Regions from separate parts of the Mus musculus genome. Here region 2 is linked to region 1. A link is a contact called in public Hi-C data. All regions are on one chromosome and are shown on one strand. Each heading gives the region's core, a stretch centred on a gene start, on an enhancer-like site or on the middle of the called end of the contact. The rest is flanking DNA. Distances are from core to core; before and after follow the strand shown. Region 1 has its middle 74 kb from the start of Zfp281. Region 2 overlaps Nr5a2 (nuclear receptor subfamily 5, group A, member 2).

Region 1 (3,702 bases), core at 656-3,155:
CAGTAAAAGCTTTAAAACCGGAGAGTTAGACAGGCAGTTTAAAAATGGAAGCTATGTGCTTGCCCATGTGCGTGGACAATGTGGAAGTAGCTTTCATTGGAAATGCATTGCCCACATGCAGGGGAATGGCAGGATGGGTTTCCTTAGTAACCTTGCCTGCTCTCTGTGTCAGGAGTATGAAGCTCGAAAGGGCCTAGGCTCGGCCACCTTCCTTCTGCGCCCCCTCCCCATGTGGGTGTGTCACTCAGCTGAGACAGGATCAGATGTCAGGGATCTTAAAAATGGATTTTTGGGTTGCAGATCCCTTTAGCTCCTTGGGTACTTTCTCTAGCTCCTCCATTGGGGTCCCTGTGTTCCATCCATTACAGCTGACTATAAGCATCCACTTCTGTGTTTGCTAGGCCCCTGCATAGCCTCACAAGAGACAGCTATATCAGGGTCCTTTCAGCAAAATCGTGCTAGTGTATGCAATGGTGTCAGCATTTGGAGGCTGATTATGGGATGGATCTCCGGGTATGGCAGTCTCTAGATGGTCCATCAGTAACCCCTGGAGCTCTTGACTCTAGCTGCATATGTATCAGAAGATGACCTAGTAGGCCATCAGTGGAAAGAGAGGCCCATTGGTCTTGCAAACTTTATATGCCTCAGTACAGGGGAAGTGGCCAGGGCCAAGAAGTGGGAGGGGGTGGGTAGGGGAGTGGGGGGGGGTAATGGGGGACTTCTGGGATAGCATTGGAAATGTAAATGAAGAAAATACCTAATTTTAAAAAAATGGATTTTGGAGAATAAACATTATTTCATGGAACATGCTCTTATAGGCATCTGTGGGGAACCTAAACAAACAAGCAAACAAACCCCAAAACCTCCTCTTCTTGCTTTATAAAGAGTGCCCAACGTGGGCTGCTAAAATACCTCAGCTGGTAAAGGCACTTGCTCTCAAGCCTCACAGCCTGAGCTCCACCCCCAAGACCCTCGGAGTGGAAGGAGAGAACCAACTTCCAAAAGTTGTCTGTCTTCTGACCTTCAACAGTGAACTGTGGTGTGTGTGCCTCCCCCCTACCCCATAAATAAATGTAAATAAATATTGTCTAATACAGCATGAGCCAATCGTAAAAGTGAGTCTAGCACTCTTTATTCCACTATATGGCGCTTTTCTTTACAGAGAAAGTAATATTTATTATCTCAAAAAGACTACTTTTGAGGGTTATTAGACTGAGCGGGCAGACTGCTGCCACAGATGACCTTTGCATCAAGTGACTCAATACAGTAAGCTCCCATTTCTCCTGTGTGTCGCAGCCAAGGGTGGATCAATGCAGGGCGACTCTGCCTCGAGTGGCCATGTGGGGACCCACTGTGCTCCCCCAAAGAGTCCACCTCCCCTTAGGTTCCTGTAGTTCTCTCATGACAGATGAGAAAAGGGACACCCTCCCCCCTTCTCAACAGAAACATTTTTATGCAACCTTCACTATCCTGGGATATAAAATAGATGAAGCAAACATATTGAAAATAAACCATACATTTTTACATATAATTTTACCATTTAAGAAGACATAGTATGTCTTCAGTATTACTTGTTGTTACTGCGAAACACTGACATCACACACCGTGTGCTTTCTTCTCAAATCACTTCTATTGTTAACCAATTAAATGGCTGGATTTTCTTTGCCTATCACTCATTCTAATATTAATATAGTAATACTAACGTATCAGTCAAAATATTTTATAGTTTTGTCATGATCCGCTTGTATGTTTCATACGTGGGGAAGAGGACCACTCATCTGTGGGTCTGGAAGAGGCCGCGGGTATAGTCAGCTGTTGAAAGGAAGGCCCCAGGTCGCTGCTAAATGAAACCTGCTTGTGAGAAAGGAAATGTTCCGATCCTCTGCGATGCTCACATCGGACACTAGATGGCACTGTCTCATAGGCAGATGGCGGCCCACTCTGCCTTTCTAATGGACTTTCAACTCCTAAGTGTAGATCCACAGGAAAATGGAAGGAGCATTATGAAACATATTCTTTCTGTTCTGAATAATGTCGAGAGGAAATATCCCTAAACATTCTTAAAATGGTTTCCATTTTTTACTACCTGAAGGCCAACACACTAGTTATGCTTTCTGAGCCCGGAGTGTCTACACTGCTTGCCTGCACACGTTGGTGTCGAAGCAGCTGATGGCTCTCCCTTTCCCTGTGTGTGTTGGTGGGGAGACTCGACAAGACATGCATTCAGAGACGCTGAAAGCTAATGCTTGTCTCTGACAGCTATCCCAGGGAATAGAGGAATGTTTCTCTCTCTCTCTCTCTCTCTCTCTCTCTCTCTCTCTCTCTCTCTCATGCATGTGGGTGATAATGTTCCCTCAAGGGAAACTGGCCAGAACTAAGAAGTCACAGAGGCTGCCAGGCTCTGAGATACCGGTGTGGGTCAGGTGTGGCTCAGATGGACTTGGGTGGTCCTCACCCAGCCTGGCTCAGCCTTCTGGTTTTGATCCTTAGCTTGTAGGTGAGGAGAATAGAGGCGAAGAAGAGCTGAAGTCCTTTGCACAAAGTCCAAGCGTAAACAATAGATTTAGGATTTTAAGGCAGGTTTGTTCATTCATTTAGTATTTCCCATGACCCTCCAGGTGTCAAAAGCTCTTAAACAGGGTCTCAAAGGCCTTGAATTTGTTATGTCTCACCCAGCCTTAAGCTCACTGGTTTTAGACTTCCAGCCCCCTTCATGCTGGGATTACAAAGGGATGTTCCCATGCCATCTATAAGTTCACCCTGAAGTCATGCTTTGTTGTTGTTGTTGTTGTTTTGTTTGTTTGTTTAGTGTTTTGGGGTGTTGTTGTTGTTTTTGTTTTTTGTTTTTGTTTTTGTTTTTTTGGAGACAAGGTTTCTCTGTATACTCCTGGCTGTTCTGGAACTCTGTAGATCTGGCTGGCCTCAAATTCAGAGATCCACCTGCCTCTGCCTCTGCCTCTGCCTCTGCCTCTGCCTCTGCCTCTGCCTCTGCCTCTGCCTCTGCCTCTGCCTCTGCCTCTGCCTCTGCCTCTGCCTCTGCCTCTGCCTCTGCCTCTGCCTCTGCCTCTGCCTCTGCCTCTGCCTCTGCCTCTGCCTCTGCCTCTGCCCCCCCCAGTGCTGAGATTAAAAGTGAACTCCACCCAACTTGAAGTCAAGTTTTAAAATTTGCTTTGAAAACATTTGTCATAAGCCAGCTGTAGGGACAGTGTAACTTCAGGGTGTCTTCTGAACTCCGTGGATATAGCATATCACGTTTCCCTGGTTAGCTGATTACCATGGGGGCCTAGACTGAACCGAATTAGCACGGTGGTGGCGATAAATGTTTTGTTCACCATTTTCAACAGGGTCTGACTGAGCAAGTAGGCGCTCGAGACCAGTTTGTCAGACAAAGAATCAGAGTGATCACAGTATAAAATAAAGATAAAGATGAAAATAGACATGTTCTACTTCCCTCTGATTTGTTCTTGTATTTGTAGGAAGTCAAGATGAGAAGTTATTTTATCATATTTTTACTATTTTAAAAAGCAATTAAAACAACTCAGAAAATTTACATTTGAAATCAAGATCGGTGAGGGGGCAGAGCTCCTATCCTGAAATAGCTGCTGTTCCTAGGGGATTCAGCACACAGTGGCAGAGAGATGGTCACCGCAAGCCTTCAAGCAGGTGAAATAAAAACTCTGCTTCCCAGCACGCAGAGGAGAG
Region 2 (3,932 bases), core at 432-2,931, 300 kb after region 1:
ACTCCTAGACTGAGCATTTATAATTCTCAGAGTATCATTTGTACTAACTTCCAAAGACACTGCTCTAAACTGGTATTCTTTGAAAAGCTCAAATCATTTGAAGTGTTCCATACAGGGGGAAAGTTTCATATTAATTATTTTGGCCATGACTAAATTATCTCTTTAAGCTGCTTCAATGAATTTAGCATTATGGATAATAAAATGCACATACTGTCAATTGTCCCAAAGACTTCTAAATTGATACTACTGGTAAAGATTCTGATAGGTGTGGTGGCCCACATGTAATCTTGCTACATTAAAAACCAGGACAGTGAAGTCCATTCAGGCGAGGGGAAGAGAAAGGAGGGCATGGTAGGTTAGCTGGTTCTCCCTTGCTGGCGAGCAGTTGCCGCATCATTGCACTCTTCCCTGCTCGGAGGCGCCTCCCGCCATCTATTAAACTGTCCATTTCCCTACAGTTCCATTTCCCCACAGAGACCCCAAGCTTCTGGGGAGAGGACCACACATTAGTCAAGGTATCCTCAGAAAATACACTAATTACCGTTCTTTTTCACTGTTGGTGTATTTTCACAAGACTGGTGAACTGTAATCATGAAAGGCCCCTTTTTATGATCCTGGGAACCAGTGTGCTTTCTTTTTCAATTAGAAACTAATTTTTGGAAAATTTTACACACACATAACCATAACTTTTGAAAAATGGCAATAAGGTATATTATATTACAGGTCACAGTGTTCACTTGCTACCCTTGGTTTGGTTTTGTAGTCCAGATAGATAGTGAGACTTGCTTTTCGTGTTTTACCAATGAGGGTTTCCCTTCCTTGGTCGCTGTTCCATGAGCAGCATGGGAATTACAATGGGGGGGTGGGCACCTAAGGTCGTGTCTCTTGAATCTCTGGACCTGAAAGATAAACCTTGTTTTTTTCCAACCAATGGTCCAGAGACTAGCTAACAAGGACCTAAAAGCAACCGAAAGGTAACGCCAAAATATAGGTGGAAACGCCTCCCTCCAGGAAACTTGGGATTTCCTGTGATATGGTCTTTCTTCTTTAGGAAGGGTTCAAAAACTTGAGTGTATTCTGACATCAACCTCTGAATTAGTTTTTACACAAGTTCAGGCCTTTTCAAATGCAACGAATTTAAATATACAAGCACTGAGATTTGCAGTTCGGTTTCCCTAGTAAAAAGTGTTGTGAAATACCTGGACTGCAGCAGCAAACCCCAACTAGAAGGCAAGAGTGATACTGGCCAGAATAGCCACCCCAACCCTGGCTCCATGGCACCTGATCTCTTGCATTTGGCACTCTGCACTCCTTTGGAATTTACATAACCTTCATCCTCATACAATTGAAAAATACAAAACAAAACACTAGTGATTACAAATTCAGCGTTGGAGACGATACGTAAACAGGCAGAGGCGTCCCCACACCCTTCCTACAGCCTTTAAAATTTGATGATTGCAGGAGCATTTTGCCTTCCCTCGAAGTATCAATTCTCCTCCGCAATACTTTATTCACTCGGGGACTAATTACCAACTTTCTCTATGAAGCGCATTATGATAAGCTCACAGTGGGGTGCTCAGATTTTTTTCCAGCCTTATTGAGAAGTAAAACCCTTAGGCTTTCTTGAATACATTACTGCGCTGACTTCTGTCACTGGCAGGATTCAGCACTCTCTGAAGATGAACCCTTGGCCTCCCTGGTCACTGTCACGGGAGGGCCAGCGACCTTGCTGCTGCACACCCATTCAAAGATGGGTCTTTCACTGAAGCAAGGGCATGGCGGGGACCACGACTGGGTGTCTTTTCCTGAGATACATCCAGTCTCTTAGAGCAAAGCTAAGGGAAACACACACAGCTTTTCCTTGCAGCTTTGAGAGAGATGACAGGCTATAACATATAGGTATTGTCGCGTGCTTTGTCTGAAGGGCTTTTTCTTTTTAATGGGAGGGAAAAGAACTTTCTGCAAGGAAGTTTTAAAAGTATTTTAAGGGGATAAAATTGAGAGATTTGTATAAATAATTCTATAAGAAGTTTTGGAGGTTGGTCAGGAAACTTATATGAACAAAATTCACTGATGAAAAGTAGAGTTGGGAGGGGAGGGGTATAGAGGGGAGGGGAGAGGAGTCTTTGCTTCAGTTGCCTAAAATCAAACTCCAAGAAGAGTTTCCAATAAACCCTGAAACTCAAGATCTCACCCGTATAAACCCTCTACCACGATATAATAACATGCATATTAAGCCAAGACACACTCTCACCAACTAGAACAAGCAATTCAATGTCTTTTGCAAATTAGTAACAAGGAGGGGCTTTGGAGGGGCTGCTCTCAGAACCATATACACAAGTGGTACACAAGTGGTTTGTGGCTCCTTAGGGGTTGAACAACCCTTTCACAGGGGATACTTAAGGCCATCAGAAAACATATTTACATTATGATTCATAGCGGTAGCAAAGTTACGGTTATGAAGTAGCAAAGAATATGAGTTTATGGTTGGGGGTCACCACAGCACGAGGAACTGTGGAACTGAATTAAGGGGTCTCAGCATTAGAAAGCTTGAGAATGACTGACACATAAAGTGCTTTACATTTGGAGAAACACGGGCTCTTGTAACTGTGGGCCTTTGTCTAGAAAACATTCTGGCAATTCTTCCTGTGATAGTTTAAACATTCTTTGCCCATGGGAAGTGGCACTATTAGGAGGTGTGGCCTTATTGGAGGAGGTGTAGCTTTATTAGAGGACGCGTGTTGTCACTGTGGGGGTGAGCTTTTAGGTTCCTAAGCTCAAGCTCCACATAGCATGGGGAATAGAGATTCAGTCTTCTCCTGGCTGCCGTTGAATCAAGATGTAGAACTCTCGGCTCCTTCAGCACCATGTCTGCCTGAATGCTTGATAATGACGGACTGAACCTGTAAGCCTGCCCTAATGAAATGTTGTTCTTTCTAAGAGTTGCTTTGGCTATAGTATCTCTTCACAGCAATGGAAACCCTAACTAAGACACTTCCTTTTCCATACACATGATGCATGAATTATTCAGAAAAGCCAGATACTGAAGATACAGGAACACCAATTCCTGTTTTATGTAGCTCATTTAATGTGAATACAGATTGGAGAGACCTTACAACCTCATTGGATAAACATCAAGGCTTTAACATGAAGGTGAGACCTGAAGAATTTTGAGTGCTGGGACTCTCCCCCGGGTCCTCTGAAAGATCCAGTCAGTGCCCTCAGCTGCTGAGCCACCATCTCTCTAGCCCACTTGTTTTGAAAGGTGAGCAGGGAACTGCGCAATAGAGGGAAGGAATGTTGGGTACATAGAGTCACACGGAGACAAAACCTCAGAACAGGACAGAAGGAAGCCGTCCTTGGAATAATACTCACCCAACTCTTTCCACTTAGGTGGGCTGCGAAGGTGCCAAGAAGTTCCTTTGCCCTTAACTGTTTTACATTCAGTCTTCAGGGAAAGGGGAGGGGGTCTGGGGGTGTCTTCTAAATGACATGGGAAGTTTTCAGGCCATTTGATCACACGGTCCAATTTGAGTTCAACAAAACCAAAGGCAGTAAGTTCTCTAATACAGTCTTCATGACCAGCCCCAGTAACAAGTTACTCAGCTCCTCAGAGCCAGCTTTTCCATGTGCAAAATGTGCACAACTTCCATGTTTTAAAGGTTCCTTTAAAGGCCCTTCTCAGTGTTGCTTTTCTTGTAACTGTTCAGGTGCCATGTGGAGGTGCCATGTGTTTGCTTCCAGCAATACATGGAAAGTGGCTATGGTCTTTCTCGTAATCAACCAACCTGGCCATTTCCCTATGACTGACTTTTCATGAACAAATAACAGAATCTCTGATGTTTTACTTTCTAAAGGTAAGGCAGAGGTACTTGACCTATTTCCAATCAAAAGGATCAGTCAAGAGGCTAGAAATGGCTCGTTAAGAGCCC

The links. Hi-C and Micro-C count contacts between places; a contact is called where the count stands out from the background.
Region 2: a contact with region 1 is called in a Hi-C map of liver, with 3 times the contacts expected there. The contact joins two enhancer-like sites. A contact is called at or near these places in 1 of 15 datasets of contacts at CTCF or cohesin (embryonic stem cells), 7 of 484 Hi-C or Micro-C datasets (the AML12 cell line, embryonic stem cells, granulosa cells and 2 more) and 1 of 9 other capture datasets (embryonic stem cells).

What each region holds. Positions count from the first base shown.
Region 1 is chr1:136,549,181-136,552,882 of GRCm38.p6, forward strand. It overlaps a transcript of Kif14 not described here. Among named protein-coding and RNA genes, the nearest start is that of Zfp281, 74 kb to the right of the region's middle. Within about 2 kb of position 1,906, at least 27 of the 459 cell types and tissues checked have an H3K27ac peak or open chromatin away from gene starts, as enhancers often do. A contact at or near this core is called in liver, where this site is marked.
Region 2 is chr1:136,847,735-136,851,666 of GRCm38.p6, forward strand. The region is part of intron 8 of Nr5a2 (nuclear receptor subfamily 5, group A, member 2); the gene reads right to left. Among named protein-coding and RNA genes, the nearest start is that of Nr5a2, 110 kb to the right of the region's middle. Within about 2 kb of position 1,682, at least 2 of the 459 cell types and tissues checked have an H3K27ac peak or open chromatin away from gene starts, as enhancers often do. A contact at or near this core is called in liver, where this site is marked.